Linked DNA regions of Zea mays: region 1 is linked to region 2. The links are chromatin contacts, called in public Hi-C maps. All regions are on one chromosome and are shown on one strand. The core of a region is the stretch at or near the end of the contact, and the rest is flanking DNA. Distances in the headings are between cores, read along the strand shown.

Region 1 (6,641 bases), core at 3,179-5,678, 430 kb before region 2:
TGGACCAGACCAGGCTCGGCAGGCCCGTCTCCCTCGCCAAGGCCTGCACCTACACCCACTAGCTAGAGCGAAAGCGAAACACGCGCGCGCGCGCGCCTGCTGCCCTCGCCGTTTTGTTCTTCACTTGAGTTCTCTCTCCGTCGTCGTTATACTACTACTACCGCCTGCGTGTGCTTGCGTGCGTGCGTTACATTTGGATGCATGGGGCCATTGTTGCTCGGTTGTTGTCATGTATGTACAGAGGATTTCTTTTTTTTTCTTTTTCTTTTTTGGTGTTGGAGAGTTTTCATTGTTGCTCGCTTCTTGTTCTCCTTCGTGACCAGCTTCGTGTAGATCTGACTCTTGCTGAGATATAACTGAAGCGCATCCGTATCACTGCTGTGCCAAGTCGCAGTGGCACACGTAAAGGATGGATGCGGGTCGTACATTAATTAAGTAGCGCAGTAGCTAGACCTGTTCTACCGATCCTAGCGCATTGAAGCGGGCAGGGTTCAGATGTGCCGAGCGAAGGCGTCAGGGGCATGGAGCTCACATGGACACTGTCTCGGACAGCCAGAGATCGCGGAGCTCGTATCCTATCCTACGATATCGATATATAGTAGCCCCTGTGGGAGAGTGTCTCTCCTTGGGGCTAGGCTAACTCGGGTCGGGCGGCGTTTGCCGTGCCGGCAAGCCACCTCTGTCATGGTGAAGTTGATGAAGGCATAACTGTTGTTCGTCTCCTTCCTAAAATTCATTGACAGGTAAGACCAACTCCAGCAGACTCCCTCTCCGTATCCGTATTTAGCACGGCCAACAGTCTCTCCTCTCCGTATCCGTCCCCGTTTCCAGCAGACTCCGTATTTGCACTCCGCATGCAGTCTATGACAGCTGGGCCCCGCGAGCAGCCGCGAGCGCATGCAGTCTTGTGCGGAGAGGAGAGAGAAACCGTGGAAAAGAGGAGTGCAGGTACACGGCGTGTGTTTTGCGGAGACGGATGCGGAGGCTGCTGGAGAGCGAAATAGTGACTCAGAGCGTGTATAATGCGGATGCGGAGTGGGATAGGGAGTGTTGCTGGAGTTGGTCTAAGGGAAGTCATATCGTGATTTTCCCCTATTGCCGGATGCGGAGAAAGGAGGGCCAACTCCGACAGACGCGAGTAGCAAGATAGAGAGAAAGTCCCTCCATTTTTTTTGGTTTGATGTTTTCTAGTCTAAATTTGCACTATCCAACGTTATAAAAACAAATGGAGATAGTAGAAAATATGTTTTTATGATTGAAAATCCACTTAACGTGTATCAGTTTTGACACGCAAAGTCTAATTTTTGTCCCTCTTCACTTATACTTTGATTTTTATGGGACAAAATAGTATCTTTAATGTATCCTTTATGCATAAAACTTATTGGTCTAAACCAATTTATTTATTTGTTGGCACATTTTTGTAGTGTCAGTAGTCCACATTTCGCGTTGGGGGGCACATATGATTTCTTCCAACACATTTTGCAGGGCCATATATCTTTCGTTGGTCCCTCGTCACTTCGTCAGACCGTGTCATCGTGCGCGCGCCCTGGGCCCTGGCCAGTCGCGCCCAGCCCATCCGACCCGCCACCCGCAGTTGGCCCGTCATGCACCTCCGGGCTCCAGCCCTCCACGCTCTGCTCCCAGAGACTCAGGTGCCTGCCCCATCACAAGGCCACACCTATTGCCAGCATCGCTGCAAATTATATACGGAGACAAGAAATCGAGGAAGAGAGAAAGTGCCGGGGATAGAAGAGATGACGAAATTTAAGAAGCGTTTGGATGAATGCCTAACTTGTCATAATTTATCATATCTAAAGTTAGTCAGATTTAATCGAGGATCTATTTGGTTCAATTTTCTAAAAATATAATTCTAACTATAAGTTGTGAAAAAAGCTACTACGTGTTGATGATTGTGAAAAAACTAAAATATATTTGGTTTAAACAACTCTCAACTATAGATTCTGCGAGACCATGATAGCTTTGTAATAAGGATGACTAGAATTTAGAAAATCTAAGATAGGAGGTGACTCTAAATTGAACTAGCAGAATCTATAGTTTTTTAGGAAACCTATTCTGATTAATCCTAGACAGATGTAATAGAAAATATATGACAATCTTGATAATATAGCAGCTACTTAGGTTTTGGAGTTGGGACTACCCTAATACACAACTTTTCTCCTTTTGGTCTTTTTCCCTCTCTACATAAAGAAAGAATAAACATCTTTTTCTATGCTAGGAACATAAGGTTACGAACACTTTTCTTGTGACAGTTTGGTAGTTCCGTTCTTTAAACTGGGCCCAGATAGAGGGACAATGTTGGGCTAGGCTTATAACCTTTTTTTTTCTCTTCATATCCTTTCATTCTCTTTTTTCCAACTTCTTAGCATCTTAAAGATTTGTCTTTTGGATAAAGGAAACCTCTATCAAAACCAAGACAACTACATGGAGCCATTGAGGCATAACCACGACACATGCTTCCCAATCTTTGATTTTTTTTTTTTTGGTCTTGGTTTGTAAAAGTTGTCCTGGACCATATAACCTGAGAGTTGGAAGTAAGCATCAAACTTTGCTTTAGAGCGCATACGCATGAAGCGCACAGTTTGTTATTAATATACTACCTCCGTTTTTTTAGTTGTCGCTGGATAGTTCAATTTTGCACTATCCAGCGACAACTAAAACGAAACCGAGGGAGTATTTGCTTAATCTTTAGATAAGGTCTATAGAAACAAGAGCGGCCAACCCTGACCCTTTTTTTCATTTTTTTAATCGTTGGTGGTGGCCTTGTGTCCACAGCAAGCAAAAGCCGCACGCTTGACACACACCAACCGCGCTAAGAGTTAGTAATCGACCTAAGCAGAGCATCATCGCCACCCTTCACCTTTGCATCATGCTGCCGTGCCGGCCTCCTCGCTTCATAATCACACACCAATGATCAGTAATCGCCACTGGAAAAAAAAAAGAGAGAGAGAGAGGCTTTGCCAGGACAGTTGCCACCCTTTACAACCAATGCTACTATGGTGCCGTATCAAATAGCTCCGTGAATCATTTGTTCACATCGCGAGTCGAGAACCGAACACCATCCATATAGGTCATCTTCACTCTCCCGCCTTCTATTTTAAACTTCACTCTATAAACAATAAACTCTATTATGCAAAAGAGTGTTTTGTACCGGCGTGTACAAGTTCCGAGTCCCGACGGAGTCAGCCTAAACAGTGATACCAATCTCCTGTACTTGTGTCCAGCTGCATGTATGGAGCTATCTCGCAATTACGAGTGCACTGTGCCGTATACGCAGTGAGTTCACAGGAAGCGAAGTTTGGAGTAACCGAACTGTGGAACAGTGCGATGGCAGGTTTATATATATATATATATATATATATATATATATATATATATATATATATATATATATATATATATATATATATATATATATATATATATATATATATATATAGGCACACACACATACACATACTGATTTGATTTGGAGCTCACAGGCAGCAAGCAACCGATCGATCCCTGATGATCTGTACAGTGCCGGGCTGTTGGTTGATGTGTTGCCATGCCATCGTCGTCAGGAATTAGAATCTGTTACGCTAGAAACTCGGGATCGATGAATGTGCGTGCGACCGCGCTGCGCTGTTCCGCCTGGAATCTTTGCCCTACTCACCAAAGTTTCAGTTCAGACAGACATGTAGTAGTAACTAATTGTTCAGAAACCCAGAGCAAGGAAAAGAAAGGAAAGAAAGATCGACGGCCTCAAAAAAAAAACTGCCTCTAAATTCCGGGCCGCGTCGTCGTCAGTGGTTGCAGAGTTCGTTACGCGAGAAGAGTAAATTGAATGGAGAATGCAACCCGGAATCGGAGCCCGTCACCACGCGAGCCGGCGAGAGAGAGAGAGCTCAGAACTGAAGCAAGGACGACGCGGTCGTCACGCTGCACTGTTCCAGGCCCCAGAGGTCTCACTCACTCAGTCACCGGTCGCTCTCAGTGCTCGCTGCCCGCCTATATATCTAATTATCTATCATCCAGTCCAGTCCGGCGGCGAGAAGGCGGCCGGCGGTGGTGGAGCACAAGGCCGGAGAAAAGGAGCACATCATGAAAGGAAGGGAAGGCAGCTATGACCGCAGCACGTACCGAACACCATCCCTCCAATCCCTGAATGCATGCCATGATGCCAGCCTGCAGCCTGAGTGAGTGCACGCAGCACCCACAGGCCACAGTAGGCAGCACAGCACTGCATGACTGCGCTGTTGTTTTCCATGCTCTGCTGTTCCTGCCTGTTGCGCAGCGGTTCCACGCGATCGTATCAACAGGAAACAGATAGCACGTCCATACCCAAATGGCGCCCCCGCTTCTTTCTTTCCTGCATCTCTTTGAGGTGGCGATAAGTCGATAACGGCAGTTGGCTCAGCAGGACAGGACAGCAGCTTGGCTTGAAAGTGGAAAGCACTAGTCTGCAATTGCGTAACGAACTGACTGGCGAGTAAACAAGGTGTGTGTGTGTGTGTGTGTTAGCAAGCACTGTAAAGGCAGGAGAATAAGAGCGGCGCTGCCGTGGGCGGAAAGCAAGTCTGGCGACATGGACGCGCACCAGACGCCGATTACATATATATAGTTTACATATGCACAGTACATTGCTTTCGTGAAAGGCTAATGGCACTGTACAATGATTGCAACGTCAACAGACATGCAGGCCACCCATGGGGCCGTTCCTGACTTTTCAGGGACCCAATACGAAATCCGATATTGAGGTCCTACCCACACACAAATATATATAATTATATATATATATATATATTATCAAATATTTGACATATAAAAATTATTATGCACTATTTTGAAGTTTATAAGATAACAAATGTAAAATATAGCAAAAAACACTTGTTATCTGATATTATTAAAAATATCTTCTAACATTTTGTGATACAAAGTCATCTTTTATATCATTGAGATCAATCTGATCCAACAACTTTTTTCCGATATATAAAATCGTCAAGCCATTTAACATCTTTTGAGTTATTGTTGACCAAAAATAGTTAAAAAACATTTCAATTTTTAAAAGCTTCTCTCTGCCGAAGCAACCATCATATGTATAGTTTATAATACTCTCCCTATATCAAAATAGAATTTGTTTTGCTTCTTTAGTGGATTCATCATCATCAATATAAACATAAAAATCAAGAACTAAAACAAATACTATTTTGAAACGGATGAAGTATTCGATAAGTAATTGAGACAGTTTAAAAATATAAGCGAGACTAGTCGATAACTCGATAGCGCATCACTTCTTTACGTATTTGTGCCTATAATAGATGTGTTCAATAGAAAAAATGCTACCATACAATAGCTGGGGGCCTGTATTTTTTTGGGCCCGTGCGGCCGCACCCTCTGCACCCCACGGCCACAGGTACGGCCCTGGCCACCCATGGCCGCCATGGGATCCATTATATAATGTGTGTGTGTTTGTACTATCCACTGCACCGGCGAGACGCGACGGCGAGTGCTCTCCACTTGTAGCATCCACTCACTCAACTCTCCACTCCGCTGATGATGATGCATAAGAAGCGGCAGCTCTGAGCCCAAGCGTCGATTCAGCTCAGCGCGCAGCTCACTTCATCCGGCGTCGATTCAGCTCAGCGTACCAGTTGGGGCTGCCTCTGACGCCCGCGATCATGTTTCCCGCCGCGCCGTTCGGGGCCATCAGCCTCTTGCTGCTGGCGTGCGCCGCTGCGGCTGCGGCGGCGGACGGTGAGCGTCGACCGTACATCGTCCGCATGGACGCGGAGAAGATGCCGGCGCCGTTCGTGGAGCACGAGGGGTGGTACCGCTCGGTGCTGTCGTCGCTGCCGTCCGGCGCGGCGCCGCCGGTTCACCTGTACACGTACACGCACGTCATGCACGGGTTTAGCGCGGTGCTCAACTCGCGGCAGCTGGAGGAGCTCAAGGGCGTGGACGGGCACGTGGCCGCGTTCCCGGAGACGTACGGCCGGCTGCACACCACGCACACGCCGGCGTTCCTCGGGCTGGTGAGTGGCGGCTCGGGCGTCTGGCCGGCGTCCAAGTACGGCGACGGCGTCATCATCGGGATCGTCGACACGGGCGTCTGGCCCGAGAGCGAGAGCTTCAGCGACGCCGGCATGGGCCCCGTCCCGGCGGGGTGGAAGGGCGCGTGCGAGGCCGGCCAGGCGTTCAGGGCCTCCGCGTGCAACCGGAAGCTCATCGGGGCGCGCTCTTTCAGCAAGGGCCTCAAGCAGCGCGGCATCACGGTCTCGCCCGACGACTACGACTCGCCGCGGGACTACTACGGCCACGGCTCGCACACGTCGTCCACGGCGGCCGGCGCCGCCGTCGGCGGCGCGAGCTACTTCGGCTACGCCAACGGCACGGCCACCGGCATCGCCCCGAAGGCCAGGGTGGCCATGTACAAGGCCGTGTTCTCGGGAGACACGCTGGAGTCCGCGTCCACCGACGTGCTGGCCGCCATGGACCAGGCCATCGCCGACGGCGTCCACGTGATGTCGTTGTCTCTGGGGTTCCCCGAGACGTCCTACGACACCAATGTGATAGCCATTGGGGCCTTCGCCGCCATGCGGAAGGGCATCTTCGTCGCGTGCTCGGCCGGGAACGACGGCTCC
Region 2 (7,121 bases), core at 2,640-5,139:
GCGCATAAGCCTCTCGCTCTCTCCCACGCGGACGCTTGTAACCCCCTACTGCAAGCGCACCCGACCTGGGCGCGGGACAAACACGAAGGCCGCGGGTTTCCCCTTTACGCCTGTCTCCCTCTGGTTTCCCCCCTTCGCAGTCTCGCGCCGACCCATCTGGGCTGGGGCACGCGGCGACAATTTACTCGTCGGTCCAGGGACCCCCCGGTGTCGAAACGCCGACAGGTCTCGAACCAAGAAGACTCAAAAAACTTTCGGGTCGTGTCGTGCTAGACCAAAGAGTAAAGACAGTGGCTCAGGCCGACCCTAAAGCTACATCGTGCCTTTGTCTGGCCGTGTCGGCCTAAACTTGGCTCATATATTTGAACCACATAAAGTTTAAATATTACAACCACATGAAGTCCATGACTTACTAAATTAAAGGTATTAAATAATGAGATCATCATTTGGTCACATAAAGTATAAATATTACAACATATAAGTCCATAGGTTACTAAATTAAAGAAATTAAACAATATAGACTTCATCAGGTCGTGTCGGTCCAAGCTCGATCCATGTGTGCGGGCCATGTCGGGGGACTGATGGGCCAGAATTTGAGACCCGATCTAGGCTCGTCTGAGAGTCGTGCTAGTCCGGTCCATATTATTTCGTGCTGGATCATGCTTCGATCTCCTGTTTTTGAGCCATGCTTGTGTTGGTTTCTCTCCCCTTTTAGTCTTGGTGGGAGTTTTAGTCTAATAGTTCTAATCTATCTTTATACATGCCTTGCCGACCAAGTGAACTCTCGTGCAAGAGTGTGGCGTGGTTAGCTTAGGTGAGTCTTACCAGCGATCGGATCTCCATCCATCTGTTAGTTCTATCTCTCGTTTCCGTCTGTTCTATCTCTTGTTTTTTATAGCGCATGAGAAGAGAGAGGTTACACGAACATAAAATTCCACTTGCTACTACCTACCTTATTCTTACCATGTTCTTGGAATCATACACTCATACTGGGGCCCATACCCTCAGTCGGGCCCCATTGTTCGAGATGTCTTTCTCTAGGGTGGATGCCATCCCTGCCGTAGGGGCAAAATGACAGGAGCTAAAAATTGAGTTTCCTCGTTCGGAGAAAATAGCCCTCATATGATCTCTTTTCTATCTTAGATGTTATTATTAGGCTACTCTCGATGAGAGTTTGATTGCATTATTACCAATACTACCACATCATCAAGACCGAGATGAAATAAAGAATAAAACATACTCTCTCAATATAAAGTTTCGACTACAATGCCAATTAAGTGTAGCATCTAAATAGCCAATAGAAATGTATGAAATGAATGGAGATTAAACAATTTGTTCTCAATAGTGGTTTCATGCGTTTTCCAATGTCTTGTAAATGAGTTGACATGTTTTCATAGTGATGAAACAAGTTCTATTCATTTCATAATAAATATGATGCCATATCAACAAAAATCTGATATGGCATTCTAATTATTATATGAAACTTGTCACCAAACTATACATTGAGAATGACCTTATCATGTCCAACTTCTTCAACAATGAAATAGGGCGCCCATTGGTTAAAAAAAAGAAGGTATTGGCGACTACGCCAAAACAATTTGGGTCTATTTGGGAGACAATTATTTTTATACTTCCTCTCACCTAAATTAGTATTTATTTTAGCTCTTGATTTTTACGTCTATATTCAAATAAGCAATGATAAATATAGACCCGTATATAAAATACATAAATTAAATTAAGTATCGTGTGAATCCATTAAAACCCCAAAACGAATTTTAATTTAGGACAGAGATAGTACTTTATAAGCAATACCATGGTTCATAGAAATATTGTAGTATATTATACTATGAGGTGTTTGGTTGTATTTCTAAAGACTGCATTTTCAAAACCGTGTATTATAGATACCATGATATTTTTATAGATAGGAAACTTCACTCAAATCCAAAAATTTTAAGACATGTCTAGCTTTTGCTGAATACCATGATTATAACGTTGTATCTAAACAATAGATAATATTTTTGAAGATGGCTAAAATTATGGTATTATCATGATAATTACAAAGTATAGTATTTTAAAAAACCATGATGCTAAAATACAGTTACTGAACAGGATCCCAACCATTGGCACGGTTACTCCACGACAAAGGAAGAGAGTGCATGCCTGGCTACTGCACAGTGCATCTCGGGCGACGACACAGGGCCCCTAACTTTTTTGGGCCTCAAAATTTTGAGTTTTTTAATATAATTAATTTAAGAAGGTAAATATTGTTTGATATTTTGTAAAATGATCGGCAAATTCTTGACTTTAAAATAGATAATATGAGAGGATAAGAATATGATAATAGATCAAATATAAAGAGCCCATTTTAGACTATTTTTTATCACTATGTACTATAGGTTATAGCGTCTACTTTTATGTTTTGCACCAGGGCCTAAAAAACTCAAAGACGGCCCTGATAGTGGAAACTGAATTCTGCCCGATGCAGGTTGCGGCATGTTAGACACACAATGAAAAAGGACCATACTGCTCTCGTGAATCTGCATTCGAAAAAGAGATATATGGTTTCTTCAAGATGACAGAAGCAGCAGGTGCTATTACCTATCCAATTGCGCCTAGCTAAATTATCTTTCGTGAGTAGCACACTTCTATGGAGGTACCAAAGAAAGACTTTGACATTGAGAGGTGCTCTAATCTTCCAAATACTTTTGTTCAGATTTGGGGAGCCCACCCGAATCAGGGCATGGTAGAATGATTTCACCGAGAAAATACCGGAAAATACCGTTATGTGTTAGTTTCGAGTGAAATGTTCAGGTTCTGACCTTATGGTGAGGTTAGCAACGCGAGGAAGTAATCTATTCCAAGCTACTAACTTGTTCCCTACTAAAGCCCTTCGTCAAGAAATATTTGGTGGGGAGGAACTGAGTACATCGGCAATAGTGGCCTTTTTAGCTCTGGCGATATTATAAAGACAATAATATTAGGCTCTCAAGGGCGTAGATCCCAACCATATGTCATCCCAGAACTGGACCTGTGTGCCATCCTGTGGTATTCTAGATACCATGTTGTTTTAATAGATTGAAAAATCCACTCAAACCTAAAAAATTCAAGACATGACTAGCTTTTGTCAAATATCATGGTTATAACGTTATATCTAAACAATACTTTTAAACAATACTGTGGTATTCTAGATACCATGTTGTTTTAATAGATTGAAAAATCCACTTAAACCCAAAAATTTCAAAACATGACTAACTTTTGTCGAATACCATGGCTATACCATAGCTATAACGTTATATCTAAACAATAGGTAATATTTTTGAAGATGGCTAAAATTATATTACTATTATGACAATTACAAAGTATAGTATTAAAAACATGTTTTAAAATATTGTTACTGAACATGCCCTTTACCGTTGGTATGGTTACTCCACGACAAAGGAAGAGACTGGAAACTGAATTCTGCCCAGTTCAGTAATCAGTAATCACCAGTGATATGAACGTATCTTGATTAGTTTAAAAACATTCTGACATGGAACGTTTTGGTCTAGATTCTAGCTTAGCTTAAACAAACAAGGTGCTAATATAGTCGCCTGCATTTGCGGCTACGTTTCTTTCTCAAAAATACCACTCTGTTGTCTTGGAGACGTTGTTATGGGTACCTTGTTTCTCAGTGGTGAACGGTGGGCGTGCCTGTTTTTTTAAAAAATAAAGTTCATAAATAACCAGCAAAAAAACTTTAGCAGAGCACGCAATGAGAAAGAAATCAAGGGTTCAAACCGCAACCCTGATTTTTTTTCAGGAAACAGTTAAATAAACTAATCACCGCAATTCAAGAACGCCACACCATGGCGATCGAAAGCTAAATAAACTAATCATCGAATAAAAACGGACTCCTCAGCACCGCACCCATACATAGGTGCCGGACTCGTCCCAGCGAAGAACCGGACGAGCGAGCAAGAGGCCTCCTCCTCAAGCTTCGAATCCTCCCCTTCCGCGCTTTCCCTCCCCCTCCTCCTCCTCCCCTTTCCAGTCCCCACCCCAGCGAAGCTTCCAAAGCCGCCCCAACCCCAACGGCCGCCCGGCCCGATCGAGCAGACAGCTGCCGCGGCCCTCCCCGCCCCGCACGCGACCTCGGAGCCATGGAGAAGTACGAGCTGCTGAAGGACATCGGCGCCGGCAACTTCGGCGTGGCGCGGCTCATGCGGAACAAGGAGACCAAGGAGCTGGTCGCCATGAAGTACATCCCCCGGGGCCAAAAGGTCCGGCGCTCTGGACTGGTGGAACCGAGTACCGACGAGCTCCCGAGACGGGTTCGCGTGAGATCCAGGGCGTTTGCTGACATGTGAATCGCTCGTTTGCGCTTGCAGATCGACGAGAATGTGGCGAGGGAGATCATCAACCACCGCTCGCTGCGCCACCCCAACATCATCCGGTTCAAGGAGGTCGGCGAAAAACGCGATGTTTTGTGTTTGTGTGTGTGTGTTGCCCGGTGAAGGGCTTGTGCTAAAGCTCGTTTCCTCCTGCAGGTGGTGCTGACGCCGACGCACCTGGCGATCGTGATGGAGTACGCCGCCGGCGGCGAGCTGTTCGACCGGATCTGCAACGCCGGGAGGTTCAGCGAGGACGAGGTGAGGACCGGTTGCTTGCCCGAATCACGCATGCCGGGGGATGGGATTCCTTTGTGCTGGTAGTAATTCGTGTGAATGCTGGCTGACTGCGACTGTGCTGTCCTTGCATTGCAGGCGAGGTACTTCTTCCAGCAGCTGATTTGTGGCGTCAGCTACTGCCACTCCATGGTAAATAAAAGATAACGAAAAAAAAAGAACGACTTTTTTCTTTCTTTCAGCAAACAGCGACGTGTCCAAAACGCGAGATTATTTTTTTTTCTTGTGGATTTGCAGCAAATCTGCCACCGAGACTTGAAGCTGGAGAACACGCTGCTGGACGGCAGCCCGGCGCCTCGCCTCAAGATCTGCGACTTCGGTTACTCCAAGGTCTGTTCGTCCTCCTCGGTTTTTTCTTCTTCTAAAAGCAGACGGACTTTCCGTCAGAAGGCGGCGGCCCCCTTTCCAGCTTTGCTTGCTCTGCTCTGCTGCTCACCCGAGAATGCTCCTCTGCCTGCCTATGGAACCTGTTCATTTTCTCTTGCGTTGCGTGACACACTGAACCTGCTTGAAGAAAGTATCGGTGGACGTCGCACTCATAAGTAACTGACGCCTACTTTCTTCTCCACCGTGGTCCTTTTGGTTGCAGTCGTCGCTGCTGCACTCGAAGCCCAAGTCGACGGTCGGCACGCCGGCGTACATCGCCCCCGAGGTGCTCTCCCGCCGGGAATACGACGGCAAGGTCAGTCTCGCGCTCTCGCTAGCAAACTCCCCCCTCGTCAGATTCTCTCCTCTCTCTCTCTCCCTCCCCTGAGACGCGGCAAAGTGGGCCCTCCTCTGTCCCAGTGACGATCCTGTCTCGCTTGTCGTGAGCCTGCGTACGAGCACGTGCCGCCCCCTTGGAGTCCACGTAGACGCGGGTCTCAATGCCATCCCCCGGACTGTAGGCAGGTATACACCAGGTCCATATGCGACCACACTAGTGTCAGCATTCAGCATTGGGGCCCATAGCAAAAAAAAATAGATACTCTAGTACTGCTATCAGTGTCCATACACCGGGCTCAGACCCGTGTGTAGCAGGTCCATAGACCAGTGGGTCCCCCTGGGCGCAGCGGGTCTGGCGGACGGTGGGATTTGGGATTTGTCCGAGACTGAGATTTGCCCGCCCGTGGCCGTGGGCACCGAGCAGTGGGCCCGGCGAGCATCGTGATTCGGCTTCACACGCCGTCGCAGTCGCAGTGCGCACGCCGCATGATTCGGCTTCAGGTACGCTGGCAGCAGGCTGCATGCAGTGCTGCTCTGTGCTGTGGCCTGCCGCCTGCCGCCTGCCGCGCTGCCGGGGCTCGGGACGAACAGGAACAGACCGTGCGATGGACGGGGCCGGGAGACCATGGCTGACTCTCACATAGTGTGTGTCACTACTAGCTCCTGTTGCTGCTGCTCCTGTAGAGGATGCAGTTAGATGCTTTAGATTCCCATCTAAATTTGACCTGTTACAACAGGCGGAATTAGTACTAGACTAGTGTTACTGTAGTACCCCAGTCACCCCGAGTGGGTTGAGTTGAAAAACAAGAGAGAAATCATTCTGGAAACAAAAAAAAATGCATAAAGAGATCATGGAAGGATATGCATGTTCCTTCCCATGTGAAGCGATTTGGACATTCACATCCTCTTGTTTCTCCGGCGATCACACATCACGCTTGATGGTGATGCACCTGCTTTTCCCTGCACGCCACACACATCCCAAAGCCCTCACGCTTGATACTCTGTAGATACAGATATTGTTCGTGAGTGCTGCATGATTTTAGTGAGGTTGAAGACCAGCGAATGGCTGGCGAGGAGGAAGTGTCACTTTGTAAATAGGAGCATGCAACATTCAAAATATCTTCATAAGAAATTTGAAAGGAACAGACAAGAAAACATTACGTGAATCCATACTTTCCCTGTGACAAGCTGGTTGGGATAGCGCACAACAAGTTCTCTTTTTTTTTAGAGGTTCAATCCATACTTGATGAGCTGATGTCCTTTTTTTTCGTAAACATTTTACCATCATGGTTTTAACTGACCGATGTCTATCACAAGAGGCCCTCGGCCCTCAGGCGCAGTCCTTTCAAGCAGTCATGTTAGACTGAAATGAACCGCTCTGGTTGGCCTCTTGTGGTCCTTTGAAGCTGTTTTCTACTCCCCCTTTTCCTTTTTCTTTTTTATCGCTGTCAGCTACCGGGAAACAGTGCCTGCATTTCGTTGTATCGCTCCCCCAACAAACCTATACCAGTCTACTCTTCTGCTTCCGTTTCTCCTTTCCAGCACTGCAAAATTGGTTGCATTTGCTTGTCAGAATTCAGAAACGGTATGATGCCTTTGGACTATCTCCAGCAGCTTACCCATTCCCATCCTCATATTCAAACTCAACTTTGCAAACAGTGTAGTATAAGTGTTTTGGGTGACTATAGCTCATTGTGTTTTTGTTTTGTTGATTTGGAGAACATCGTCCCTTCAAGACTGTGCAAAGAGACC

What was found. A called contact is a pair of places that touch in the nucleus more often than the background predicts.
Region 1: a contact with region 2 is called in a Hi-C map of leaf, with 9 times the contacts expected there. The contact joins the promoter of LOC103646447 here to the promoter of gpm300 in region 2. A contact is called at or near these places in 3 of 25 Hi-C or Micro-C datasets (bundle sheath, ear and leaf).

What each region holds. Positions count from the first base shown.
Region 1 is chr2:53,174,725-53,181,365 of Zm-B73-REFERENCE-NAM-5.0, reverse strand. LOC103646447 (subtilisin-like protease SBT1.7) reads left to right here and starts at 4,428. Exons shown (of 1, transcript XM_008671183.4): 1 at 4,428-6,641. The coding sequence starts at 5,679. It overlaps LOC100383970, which reads left to right. Exons shown (of 2, transcript NM_001176583.1): 2 at 1-257. The coding sequence ends at 62.
Region 2 is chr2:52,740,564-52,747,684 of Zm-B73-REFERENCE-NAM-5.0, reverse strand. It overlaps gpm300, which reads left to right and starts at 3,889. Exons shown (of 9, transcript NM_001155635.2): 1 at 3,889-4,259; 2 at 4,368-4,442; 3 at 4,527-4,628; 4 at 4,743-4,796; 5 at 4,902-4,994; 6 at 5,254-5,346. The coding sequence starts at 4,140.